Regions from separate parts of the Felis catus genome. Here region 2 is linked to region 1. A link is a contact called in public Hi-C data. All regions are on one chromosome and are shown on one strand. Each heading gives the region's core, a stretch centred on a gene start, on an enhancer-like site or on the middle of the called end of the contact. The rest is flanking DNA. Distances are from core to core; before and after follow the strand shown.

What was found. A called contact is a pair of places that touch in the nucleus more often than the background predicts.
Region 2: a Hi-C map of skin fibroblasts shows a contact between it and region 1, with 3 times the contacts expected there. The contact joins the promoter of NBEAL2 here to the enhancer-like site in region 1. A contact is called at or near these places in 2 of 3 Hi-C or Micro-C datasets (fibroblasts and skin fibroblasts).

The regions. Positions count from the first base shown.
Region 1 is chrA2:16,432,611-16,438,896 of F.catus_Fca126_mat1.0, forward strand. CCDC12 (coiled-coil domain-containing protein 12) reads right to left here. Exons shown (of 7, transcript XM_006928690.4): 3 at 5,335-5,414; 4 at 3,654-3,715; 5 at 3,399-3,433; 6 at 2,249-2,325; 7 at 1,794-2,153. The coding sequence ends at 2,071. Among named protein-coding and RNA genes, the nearest start is that of PTH1R, 43 kb to the left of the region's middle. Within about 2 kb of position 3,906, at least 3 of the 10 cell types and tissues checked have an H3K27ac peak or open chromatin away from gene starts, as enhancers often do.
Region 2 is chrA2:16,486,415-16,493,371 of F.catus_Fca126_mat1.0, forward strand. NBEAL2 (neurobeachin-like protein 2) reads left to right here and starts at 4,551. Exons shown (of 55, transcript XM_023248199.2): 1 at 4,551-4,844. The coding sequence starts at 4,794. CCDC12 (coiled-coil domain-containing protein 12) reads right to left here and starts at 2,156. Exons shown (of 7, transcript XM_006928690.4): 1 at 2,004-2,156. The coding sequence starts at 2,099.

The DNA of each region.
Region 1 (6,286 bases), core at 2,656-5,155:
CACTAAAGGCCATCGAGCAGTACGTCAAGGTTCTCAACCCGCCCTCTCCCTCTTCTTTCTCTCTCTCTGCCACCTTTTAGAGCTTCAGCTTTCCCTTCCAATTTATCAATTCCTTCTTTGTTATTATTAGTTCCTCCAGTGAGTTGCTGAGTGTGTGTGTGTGTGTGTGTGTGTGTGTGTGCGCGCGCGCGCTGCTTATTTTCATAAACATTCTTTGTTTCCAAGATTTCTAAACAGATCTTCCTCATGCCTAATCCCTGTTCCTGAGACATGGGGCTCAGTCCCTCTTTTATCTCTGTGGTAATAAAACAAACACTCATTTTAAAAGCCTGTTAGGATGTAACTGTTTCAGCTTCCTTGGGTGTAAATTCTTCCACATGTTGGGATGGTAGCCATTCTTCAAGGTGTTGGGATTTTCTCACATATTTTGTAATGTGAGTCTAAGTGCCCATCGTGTGTGATGGTTTTTGTTCTCCTCTCTCTCTCTGCCTGGCAGTTTTCTATAGGCATAGAGAGCTGTAAATGCAGAAGGAAACTTCTCATCAGCACTCGGGGCTCTTGTTCTGTGGGGCTGGCCACACTCTAGTCCTGGTGGAAAGCTAGCCGCCAGTCACCACGTGTGAGTCTCACACTGTCACGGACGAGCACCCCACTTCCTACAGCAGTCCTGGGCCAGGGACACCTTCTTATCCTTTATTCCCAGGAAGGGAAGCACAGCTCCAGACGCTGCTTTGCAGAAGGAGTGTGGCTTTAGACCTGACACCTGTGGGCATGTCTAACCCCCACTGGTGTGGGAACCAGAGTGCTGGGTTGCCCACTGCTCAGCCAGCCACCTGCCACTTTAGCCCTATCATCCCTGCAAGTTTCTGCTCCCTTTCTGCACAAATTACCTTCCTCGGGTAGTTGCGTACTTTTAGCTGAAAGCATTTACTTTTTTGTATGAGCATGCCGGTCTCTGTGTGCACACACTCACTCCACCACTATGACCTGGGTCCTCGGCACTGTCTGCCAGAGCCAGGCCATGTGTTCCTCCGACTGAGCACAGAGGGGATGACACCCTGGAATGACACAGGGCGGGGGTGGGAGGCTCAAGGGGAAACCCTGAAGGAGACTCAAGAGTGTAATCATTCTGGTCATGAAATTCTAGCTGGCCACAGGTACTTGGACTCGGGAGTTGTGGCCAGCCAGTCACTCTGGAGAGTCAGCTCCAGAGAAGGCTCACGGTCCTAATGCCAGGACCCTGGGGACCCAGGGTCCATGACCACACTCAAAACCAAAGCTATGATACCCTAGTCTATATGAGCCACCCTCCCCAATACAGGGGCCCTGTCCCAGAGAAGCCACAGTCTAGCTCCAACTGTGTTGTGGGGAGAAGGGCTGCTTGGGGTTGTGCAGGGTGAGAGAGAACAGCACCAGGGGCCTGGAATCTGGAGCGGCCCAGAATGGAGCCTTGCCAGGCACAGTGCACCCCCTCCACACCCCTAGCCTCTCTCACACTGTGAGGGAGTCCACAGAGGACCAGGGTGGGAGCCCCTCCACGCTGTCCCACAGACTGCTGCGAGGCCCAGGCCCGCGAGGTTTCTCTCAGACTCGGTCTCTGTCACCTGTGGGTTTTGACACGACTACCTTCTGGACTCAGAAGGTCAGGCCTGGGCCTTTTGCACCCCTCCAGCCTCAACATGCCCAGCCCAACACAGCACTTACTCATACTAAGCTTCACCTCTGCTTTGCCTTGGGGCCCAAACCCACAGCGCCCCAGGACTCAGAAAATATTGACAGGTTTCTGGCGCACATACAGGTCTGCTTGTTTCTATTTCTAGAGATAAAAGAAAGTTCAAAATACATACATATGTACAGACACAGCAAGCCCACAGGGTTGCTGTCAGCTCTGCCCCTGTCGGGGTGACGGGGACCACTCAGGAGACAAGGAGCTGACCTCACCCCACGGCGGGGGTTTCAGGCTGATGGGGCGGTTTGGCTCTGGAGGTAACAGCAAGCCCAGCCCCACCCTTGCCCGAGACCACCCACCCACAGGACAGGCCTGACAGGGGCAAGGGGACATGGCGTGCCTCAGTCAGAGTCACAGGCCTCTTGCTCGGTGGTGGCGTCCACTGCAGAGGCCAGGCTGTCCTCTTGGCCTTTCAGCCTCTCACCTGGATGAGGGACAGACAGAGGAGTGGGGAGGGGCCCTGTGCTTGGGCCACCACCCAGAGGGCAGGGATCCCGCCTCGCCAGGCCCTGCACTTACGGATCAGCTCGGCAATGGCCCTCTGGGTCCGTTTTTCTAGCTTCTCTAGTTTCTTGGCTACGTCTCTCTTGAGGTCCCTGGAGCAGGCAGGTGTGAGGAGGCCGAAGTTGAAGACTGGCTTGGTGTGGCCTTGGGACCCTCCCCTCCCAAAGCCCCTCTGGCATTAGGAATCACACTCAGCTGCCTGAGGAGACCACCGCGGGGAGGAGACCACCCTGGGGAGGAGGCCAGGAAGCTCCTCTCTCCCTTTCTGCACCCTCCAAAACCCAGCAGCAGTCACCCTTCCGTGTCCCGCTGAGGCAGCGACTGATGGCGCAGACCCACCAAACACGGGACCGAGTCAAGGTGTGCGAGGGTGGGTGTTATCTCAGGGTCCCTCTCAGCCTGGTCCCCTCGGTCACCATCAGGGAGTGACCTGCCCTAGCCCACTGTGGGTCCTGCTCCTCCTCTAGCCGTGTGCTCACCCTCACCACCAGGAGCTTCCAGAAGTGCACACACAGCCTATTCTCCCTGCCCAGGGATTCGGAGGACACATGCCCCGTGCTTCTGTTTCGACAAATGAGAACACCTTCGGTGGTGCTGTACTTGTCACAGAATCGCTGGTGAGGGATGTGGCCTGCACCTCTGGCCCAAGGTCAAGCAGAACACAAGCCCCAGGCCACATGGCCCCTCTCTCCCCCACTCTGTATCAGCCTGGTCACAGGGGCATCGGGAAAGGATGAGCAGCCCCATTTCACAGAAGAGGAAACTGAGGACAAAGCACAACAGGCCAGTGGCAGCAGAACTGGGCATCAATCTATACCTGCCCTCCCCATCCTCTCGCCTCCATCCTGTGGCTCCTTGAGGGCCAAGGCCGGCCTTGCTCAAATGGAGCTCTCTGAGGTGGCCGGACCCCCACCCTTGCAACAGGGACTTCTTCAAGGGACTGCTGCTCCTCACCCTCCCGGAGCCCCTCCCCCGCCCTCCAGGTGTCACCCCCATGGCCACCCTCTCATTCTCCACTTCTGTCCTGTCAGCACGTTCTTTGGACAGCAAGTGTCCACACTGTCCGTCTCCCTGCTGTGAGGTGGGAGAGGCCCAGCCCGAGGGCCGTGTCTGGCACCCAGAGCGGCCGGTGGGTCCGCGCGAGTCCTGCAGCGGCGGCACTCACCAGTCAGGCTTCCGGGGCGCGAGGTTGGCCAGGTCCTGGGGAGGAAGAGACACGTGTCAGGACCGGAGGGCCCCTGCTCCAGGGCACGTGGGCAGACAGGGGACTGAGGCAGAAAGTGGGAGAAAGGGAGGGAGAAAGGAGGGGTGTGGGAAAAGGGGGTGGAAGGGAATGTAGAAGTGGAGAGGAGGAAGAGGGAAGTAGGAGGGAGGAGAGCCGTGGGGGAGGAGAAAAGGGCCCACGACGGGGGCCACTCACCACTTCCTCGATGACGGGCTCTGGTTTGGCGGCCTCCAGCTGCTCCTTCACCTTCTCTTCCACTAGAGGGTGCAAGACAACAACACAGGCCTTCGGAAAGGGGCCGCCACTCTCCCTGAGGCCCACGAGGCACACCCGGCACCCCGCACGGGAGAGGGGGAGGGTGCGGAACGGGCTCCCCCCGAGACCCTGGGCTCTCTCACCCCCACCTCTCCCGGGGCACCCAACCTCCAGAGGCGAAGACTCTGCAAAGGCAGCCGTGGAGGCAGGCCTGGGTTTCCCCGGATGACAGCCAACCTGGGGCGAAGGAGGGCCGGCAGGAGGCAGACGGCTAGAGTAGACAGAGCCCAGACCTCCAGCAGGGAAGCATGGCCAGTATTCTCGGCCCTTCTCCCCAGCTGGGAAATGAGAGAGCTGCCTTGGTATATCCACAGGATGGTTCTGCGAAGAGCTGTGAGGACTGGCTTTCCCACAATCTCCAGGGGCTCCTGGGCTCTGAGGACATCCTCTGGGCCCTGGACTAGCTGGGGCACAGGTGGCTTTTCTTCCCATCCCACTTGGATATGTGCTCGCAAGGATACATGCTCCCCACCTTGGGGAGCCCTGACCTCACGCGCCTCCCAGCTATGCCCAGCGGCTGACGGCACCCTAACCCTAACCCTAACCCTAACCCTAACCCTAACCCTGGGTGGGGAGAGCAGGAGAGCCTGCCTAGACCCAGGCGCACTAACAAGTCTGGGCTCCGGACGCTTCCTCCAACCACCCCCACCGCCACCCCCCCCCCCCCCACCACTCCCCGTCACTGTGGCCACATGTTGCCTCACCTGCCTCCAGCCACAGATGCTGAAGCCGCAGGACGGGACCACTCCCCGCCCCTCTCCCCGGTCCCGCCTACTGCCCCCACCATGGGGGCCCAAACCACGAAGCGAACCACCTAAGAAGCACACGAATCTTGAGGTGAACAACTGGGGAAGTAGACGAGGGTGGGGCGGGGGTGGCTGAATGGGCAACAATTTGCTGTCTTCAAGATAAATGTACTTATTCATTTATAATTTGTATAATTAGAAACTGGTAACAGAAACGAAGGATAAAAACAGGGCCAGGGGTCTACGTGGTAAGTGTTCTGCATCTCCAGTGTGGAGCATCTCCAGAAGCTCCCGGCTGCTGTGCTGCTCCCCACGCCACGAGACCGGGCAGCCCCACGGCCAGGCCGCTCACACAGGGACACCTGCCGTCAGGGACACCTTCTCCATCCTCTGCGCTCTGGCACTGCCACGCCTCGCAGCCGGCGGGCACCTGCCCGCCCGCTGCTCTCTGAGCACCTGAGTGGTCAGCTCTTCTCCAGGGTCTCTCACTCTGACCCCCAAGTGCCGCCAGGATCCATCCCCACCTATGCCCCTGCCCCTGTTGCCCCTTCCACGTCTCAGCCCAGAGAGGTCCTTTAGGGGAATGGGGCCTCTTCTCTCGCAGGTCCCCGGAAGGCCCTCCAGCCGTGCCCTGACCACCTCTCTGCTGTCACTCAGCACTGACCACTTCTGGATGGCTGTGAGACGTTGCCAGGGGTCCTGGAGGCCCAACTTCCAGGCCTGGCACTGCCAGTTACCCTCCAAGAGAGGACGACACCTGACAACGTGGAGGCGGCTGACGGCGCCTTGGAGGTGGAAAGCTGCGGCCCACCTACCGGCGACTGGCTTGGCCTGGGGCACCCTCCTCCTCTTCAGGTCCTCGTCCTCTGGGACATAGTTCCGCAGCCTGAGTTCCCTATGAGAGGAGATGACAAGCAGAGATGGAGCGAAGCACGTGGCAGTCTCGTTCACCTCGTACACCTGAAGGTCGGACTGTGAGGAAGCCACACGAGCCGGTGACTTCTAGACTTTCCTCCGGTCTCTCTGGAGACGGCCTGGTGAAGAGGGAGAGCACGGGAACAGAAGGACCATAGGGACGGGCCCCCCTCTCCATGCAGCCCCGTCATCTGCCGGGGAGCAGCTGGGCGGGTCACTCCGCCAAGGCCCCGCCCGCACCGTAGGTTCGCCCAGAGCTGGGGCCAGGGATGCCTGGGAGCATTCTCTGGCTGTCTCTCCTGGATGAGCCCCATCTGACAGCCGGGAGAACTGAGGGTCAGAGAGACTGGAGCATTTTCATAAGGTCTCACAGCAGTGGCTGCAGCGTCTGACCCGGAGTCAGGGCCGGAGCTCCCGGGCTGAGTTTCCCCTACAGGACAAAGCCGGTGGTCACCCACTGTTTCTCCAAGCCTGGCTTCCTTCTTAGAGCCTTTGTGGCCTGGAGCCGCTGGCACAGACCTCAGCTCCTGGTGGCAGGGGTGTGTGCGTGCGAGGAGTAGCCGGCAAGGGTGAAGGACAGGCACGACAGCGTGCAAGGCTGGGATAGCCGGAAGAACTGCATGGCCCCGCGCCCACAAGAGGGCTTTAAAACGCTACTGGGCAGACCCCAAGACCTCCGTGAAGGGAGGGGAGCTGTGAGGGACCAGGATCACACACTGGGCCCGGCCAGCAACAGCGCTGTTACTTTCCTCTCACGTCAGTCCCCTTGGGCAGGGGTGGCCTCCACACCAGGCGTGTGCTGGGGTCTCCCTGGCTCAGCAGCTCATCAATCCCGACCCCCACACAGGGAAG
Region 2 (6,957 bases), core at 3,301-5,800, 54 kb after region 1:
ATGAGCTGGGGAGGATCAGAGGGAGAGAGAGAATCCCAAGCAGGCCCCGTGCTGTCAGCGCAGAGCCCAACATGGAGCTTGATCCCCAAAATGGTGAGATCATGATGTGAGCCGAAACCAAGAGTTGGTTGACTGAGCCACCCAGGCACCCTGAGAATCCTTCTTTAAAACCAGTGCTCCTGGGCACCCTTCCCATGGCAATGGGCCCTGAAGATGCTACGCTGTCCTTTGTATTCTGACCTCAAGTCCAGCCCCAGTAATCTGGGCCCTAAATACAACCCGACGGCACAGATTGGCTACCCGCTGAGAGGCTGAGGCTTGAGCTTCCCTCGGTCAGGCAGTTTTTGAGCACAGCGATCTGACACGGCCGACAAGTTGCCAACAAAAGCAGAAGCCAATCTGGCTAGTTTTCACTCTCTATTACTTCCCCTTGTACTTTCCCTCAGGATACCAGACCGCCCTGTAGAAAGGAAACAGGGGCCAGATTGGCCAGTCTGATTCTTTAAAGTTGGAAAGTTGAGTCCCTGTTTTCCCCCATCCCTCGAAGGTCTAGATCCTTTGTACTGTGTAGAATTGAGAGAGGAGTTTTTGCTCATCCAAGGAGAGCAGACCTGACAACCTCCCCGCTCTGTGGTCTCTAGTGCTCTTTCATATAGATGATCGTCAGATCTCAAAATAACCCAGCAAGAATTAATATAGAGGGGTTGCTATCCTCCACTGCAGACATGAAGAAACAGGCTCAAGAAGCGGCTCCTGGGTGGCTCAGTCAGTTAAGCATCCAACTCTTTGTTTCAGTTCAGGTCACAATCTCATGGTTTTGTGAGTTAGAGCCCCACATCCAGCTCCACGCTGATAGTGTGGAGCCTGTCTGAGATTCTCTCTCTCCCTCTCTCTCTCTCTGCCCCTCCCCCTCTCACTCTCTCTCAAAAATAAATAAACAGGGGCGCCTGGGTGGCGCAGTCGGTTGAGCGTCCGACTTCAGCCAGGTCACGATCTCGCGGTCCGTGAGTTCGAGCCCCGCGTCGGGCTCTGGGCTGATGGCTCAGAGCCTGGAGCCTGTTTCCGATTCTGTCTCCCTCTCTCTCTGCCCCTCCCCCGTCCATGCTCTGTCTCTCTCTGTCCCAAAAATAAATAAACGTTGAAAAAAAAAATTTTAAAATAAATAAATAAATAAATAAACAAACAAACAAAATTAAAAAGAAACAGGATCAAGGAGATGAAGCCATTTGTCCTGAGTCCCACGACCCCAAGTGACAGGGACAGGGTTATGAACTTCGCACAGGTAATGAACTTCAGAGTTCTCCTTCCTCCTGATTACTCAGAAAGATCAAGAAAGTGGAAATGTAATCGGACTATTTTGGTGTCAAACAAAAGCAAAGAAGAGGCTTCCAAGTTTGGCCACTAATAGGACTAGGAGATCCATCCCCAGAGAAGTAGCCTGGGAAGTGTTCTCCCCTTTCCCTGAGGTGCACCATGACCAAGAAATTGGGGTTTTCTTTTTAGACTTTGTACTCATCGACTCCAGCTCAACGCCCAGAGCACAGTCTCGTACTGCCGTGCCCAAGGCGCACTGGTGGGCAGGCGTCTGCCAAATTCAGTGAATTTCACCAGAGATGGAAGGCCGGCTGGGTCGTGGGGAAACGGATGATTCAGGGCGCTCATACGCGAAAAAAAAAATCACACCTAATCCAACGAGCATCTCCAACTTAGAAGTTGCCCAGGAGACCCACGCGGGAAACACCAGACAGTAGTGAAGACCGTAGCGCGCTCACCACTGCCCGCCCCACCCCCGCGCATGCGCGACCACAGCATCAGCGCCAAGAGTCCCAGGCAGTTTGTGCGCACAGACTTGGTAGGCGGGCTACGACTCCTCGCGCATGCTCCAGACGGGCGCGCATGCGCGTCCTTAGCAGCTGCCTTTTCTTACTTTCCTGTCCTCTCGTCCCTGTTCTGGATCCCAACGCTGACTACCTCATCCACGGCCCTCACTCCGCATTCCTCACCTTGCGCCCGGTTTTTTCCCGTAGGGCTTTCAGCCGTTCCTTTCGCCGCAACGCCTCTTCCTCTAGCCGGCCCACACCAGCCGCAGTAGCGGCCATGTTACCCGCCCGCCGCTTCCCTCGTCCCGCAATGCGCAGGCCCAGGGAGTAGATGAACCTCTGGTGGCCAATCCAGGGACGGGAATGGGAGAACAGGAAGTCTCGAAAGCCAATCAATACCGAGTTGCTATAGGAGGGCCCGCCCTATCTTTCCCCGCGACTCGCTTCGCCTGTTGGGGGAGGGCACGGCAAAGAGAAAGGTTGTAAGGCTCGATTCGTCCAATGCCAATCAGTGAGAAAGTAGCAAGTGGAATCAGACCTGAGTGAAGGAGGATAGAGCGCGTCGATCGCATGGCTTTTGCCTAAGCATGCGCAAACCCCAGCGCGCTCGTATCGGCCACTTGGAATGTGCTGACCCTCCGTATCCACTTGTCCTGATTCTTCAAGGCCCGAATACCTTCAAAGAAGTCTTCCCTGACTCTCCACTCCCATCCTAGTTTAATAAGAGATCTGCCTCTTCCTTCCTCTGCTGCTATCAAGTGGCTCCCGATGCACTTGTTCATGCGCTTCTGTGTCTACTACTCTCAGGACTCTCAGCTCCTGCGCAGTGGCCATTTCCTCGGCCTCAAGGATGATCCCCTCCCACCTCCAAGCACCCTGAAGCAGCAAAGTACTCAGGGTCAGACTACCCAACCTGGCCCAGTGGGCCCCAGGAACCTCCTGAGCTTAGTTCCTGAGAACTAAGCTGAGAGTTGGTTTGGCCTTGACTACAAGTGGCCAAGAGGTGCATTGCTCCCCAGCAGGAGCCGCCAGGGTCTTTCCTGCATTAACCAGAATGCCCAGACAACCAGGAGACCACTTTGGCTGAAGTCAAGACCCTTTTTTTTTTTTTTAACGTTTATTCATTTTTGAGGGAGAATCTGAGGACAAGCAGGGGCGGGGCTGAGAGAGAGGGAGACACAGAATCCAAAGCAGGCTCCAGCCTCGGAGCTGCCAGCACAGAGCCTGATGCAGGGCTCAAACCCATGAACTGTAAGATCATGACCTGAGCCAAAGTTGGGCACTTAACCGACTGAGCCACACAGGTGCCTCTGAAGTCAAGATCTTCTGATAGGATGTCAAGGTCCCAAAAGCCACACAGAGGCCATGCCCCCCCCACCCCCACCCCGCCAACACATACCACGACTTGTCTCAGCAAAGCTGTTTCCTGCTTGGGGCCTCCCTTCCCAGGCTGGTAGCAGGTGAATGCCCACTCCTCCCAGTTCCCCTCAAAGGCTCCTGTGCCACAAGACCTTTGTTCAGTCCCTCCAAAACAACCCTTGACCTCACTAGCCTTTTGGTGCCTTGTTCCCCTGCATCAGGAGGGGTGACCTGACAGAACCTCATTCACAGGTAGTGAGTGCTCAGGAAATGTCACCTCAGAGGTAGGATGGACAGAGCAGGAAAAAAAGCCAGAGTGGAAAGGCTGCCTAAGAAGCCAGGAGGACAGAAAAGGATGGGACCTGCAGACAGTCCGTCTTCTCTTGGCCACTCAAGGTCTAGGGGACTCCAGACTCCTCGAGTTCCTCTAGCTGATAGTACCTTTCTGAGCCTCACAAACTTCCCAACTCCAACACAGGGCCTGACCCCTGCCCAACACCAGGGGACCCCTCACCTCCAGGGCAGGCTGGTTTGGGGAGGAGAGAGGGGTCCAGTGGTGATGGTGGCAATGGCCCAGCAAAGAGTCAGTCAGGCCTCCATCCCTGTCCACGCTGTCCCTGGCTACCCAAGTGATTCTCATTTGGCTTATCTGGGCCTCAATTTCTCCATCTGTAAAACAGAGGCATGAGACATCCTCCTGCCTTCAACCTCTTGAGATTAAAGAAAACAAAAGATGTGACGCCAAGTACTGAGCCCTGGAGTGGAGGATGCCTCCACTGGAATATCTAGGAGGATCCTTTGAAGAGGGGATCCGTGAGGACTGCCTAAATCTTCCAGGGATCTGCGGGACAGGTGGAGGGCACTGCTTCTCCGGAGGTATTTTGGGAATGCCCTGCTGCTTGCGCTCTGATTTCCCCCATCCTGCTCCGCAAACAGTAGAAGCAAAAACATTGCATATTTGGTCTCCCCCATGAAAGTGCTTAGAACAGCACCAGGCACGTGGTAAACTCCACAAGTGTCATCGTGGCTGTTGTTACCATTATTTGTTGACGGAATCTGGCCATCTGAACGCATCCCGCAGTCCCCCCCCCCCCCCCCCCCCCGCGCCAGACCCTGTTTCCTTGCACAAAAGGTGGCAATTCCAGCCAAGCGGGCTGCTCCGGGGGTGGATCTAGACTAAGGGCGAGTCTGGAAAACCTGACCCCGGCCCTCGTCAGGGAGACTCAGATTGGCCCTTTTCAAGGCACTGTTAGGGGATGGCTGCGGCTGCGGCTGCGAGCTGGGCTGCGGGGCGCCCTCCGGGGCCGCCCTGACCTCAAGCTCCTCCTCCCTCCGGGCTCCCCGCCCTTTGCACGGTCCCGGGAGAGGCGGGGCGGCGGTAGCGGCAGCTAAGTGCAGGAAGCCGGGCGGCGGCCGGCCGCGAGGAGGAGGAGCGTGCAGACTTAGGTGGCTCGGCGCGGCGGGGGCCAGTACTACTTCCCCGAGTAGTACCGCGCCGCTCCGCCCCGGAGTGACGCCCTCCGCCCATGGGCCTGGCCGAGGGCAACCGGCGGGCGGCGCGGAGGAGGCGGCGGCGGCAGGTGGCGCGCAGCAGGGCCGGAGCCGGGCCGGGCCATGGCCGCCTCGGAGCGGCTGTACGAGCTGTGGCTGCTCTACTATGCTCAGGTGAGCCCGCCCCACGCGGTCCCGCTGTGCCCCCAGCTCCGCGAGCCCCGCGCCTGCTGCACCTGCGCCCCGCGTCCCTGGGGCCGTGTAGATGAGCGCGCGCCGGGCGGACTTGGGCTCCGCACACACGTGTGCGCCGCCCCCGGCCCGCCGGTGCCTCCGGCACTTATACCTGGGGGATGACCCTCGCGGGCGTGCACCTCAACAGAGCCTCTGGTTGGGTACCGCGCAGCCTCGGTCGTGCCTGATGAGGAGAGGGACCCAGATACAGACGGCTGGACCCTTCCCCCCTTTTACAGATGGTGAAACTGAGGCCCGGAAAATAAACGAGAGACTGGGAGGGTTGGGAGAGGCAGGAAGCCTTAGTCTGCATTTGGGCTTGCCCCTCCTGTGGGCGAGGCCCCATTGGGTGGTCGTGGTCAATGGGTCGGAGTGGACTCTGGGTGCCAGCAGGCGAGGTGGAAAGGTAGGGTCCTGCTTTGACCTGATTTGAGTCAACTCAGACTGCTCCCCACCAGGGCACCAGCAGTGATGAGCTCCTCCCTGACCCTGACCGAGGAGGCCCCTACCTCCTGGGGGTCCAGCCAGAAGGAAAGATTTGCCTTGGATGCAGAAGGAGGGGGTAGGGGAGGTGAGCTAGGAGGGATGTTTGAAAGGGATGGAGGGAGGCCCTCCCCTCCTGAGTTCCCTGTCCTGTCTCGGAGACTACCTCAAGTGGCCTCTGAAGGTGAAGGGAGTGACTCTGACCCAGGTGTCCTGTCAGAGCTGAAAATCTGGTGTCCCCCAAAGTCTGTGTCTCACACACATAGGCTCCCACTTTCCTTCTGCTTTCACAGCAGGGAGGGATTCCAGGGTAATGCCCCCCTCCTCTTCACCTAGCATCAGCCTCCCTCCCTACACCTGCCTGGCATCATGCTGCTGGCTCAGGTGTGCCCTGGGCACAATGGGCTATTGTGTGCCCCTGATCTCGTCACTAGGGGGAAGTTCATGACCAGATCAGCTGGCCCTCTGTGAAGAGGCTGGCTGACTGTCTCCTAGGACTGCAGGCTGGATCTGGGGGGCCCTAGGGACCTAGAATACAGGCCATAAGTGCCACAGTTTATGGAGTCCCCTTAGGTGGTGAGAGGTCCAGGCCCCTGGCAGGAGGCAGCGTGTGTGACCCAGGGCAAGCTCTTTACACCTCTGAGTCTCTATCTGTAAATTTGGCATACCCTTGATCTCAGGGTAGCTTAGACTCCGAAGAGAAGTAGCCAGTGTGGCTTGTCTGAGCCAGAGAAAGTTCCTGCTTCCTTGGGTTCCCTTATCCAGGTCTCTCTGTTGACATCTCCAAGGGTTGGTCTTTGGGAAGGGAAAAGATTCAGAAGGAAATCTGCCCCTGGCCCCCATGCGTCTGATTGCCCATGTGGCTGTGGGCAAGTTCTTGGTCCTCAGTTTCTTCCCCGCGGTGACCAGATGAAGGCGGGGCGGGGGGAGGGGGCACTTGAACCAGATAATGAGTCTGAGGGACGTTAATGGTGGGTCTTCAGGTTACCTTGGTACTGTCTTCCAGGACTGTACCTCCAGCATAGCGTGGTTGCCTACCCTTCTAGTTGAGTTCTGCAAATGGTCAGCCCCCCTATTCCCTCGGTGGGGGGGGGGGGTTAGCACTCATCTGTGCTGAGTCCCCTCTCCCTTCCAGCTCCTCACTTCATCAGGGCAGGTCTGGGGCACGGGCTGGCTGGTTGTAGCCCCAGAAGCCTGGGCAGTCAGGGGGTGGCCTAGGGCCGAGCAAACAAATCCAGGATGTGAGTATGAACCGGAAGCTTCGGCCAACCTCCCAGTGCTGCCTTCCTGCCCACATGGTCCTGCTCCTGCTCTCGGAACAGGTCCCCACCCCTCCATGCTGGGCTCCCAGGGAGTGGTGGCTGTGCTACTTTGAGCCCTGCTGGGGACCTATTGTGTGTGTGTGTGTGTGTGTGTGTGTGTGTGTGTGTGTGTGTGCGCACTTGGGGGAGGGGTAAGATAAGGTAAGACTGATAGAGGGTGCTGTGTTAAGAGACCCCTCAGTTGGCCAGCCACCCAGTCAGAAGGTTCTCCCGTGCCCCTCCCCTCAGCAGAGAGCTGACATCAGCTG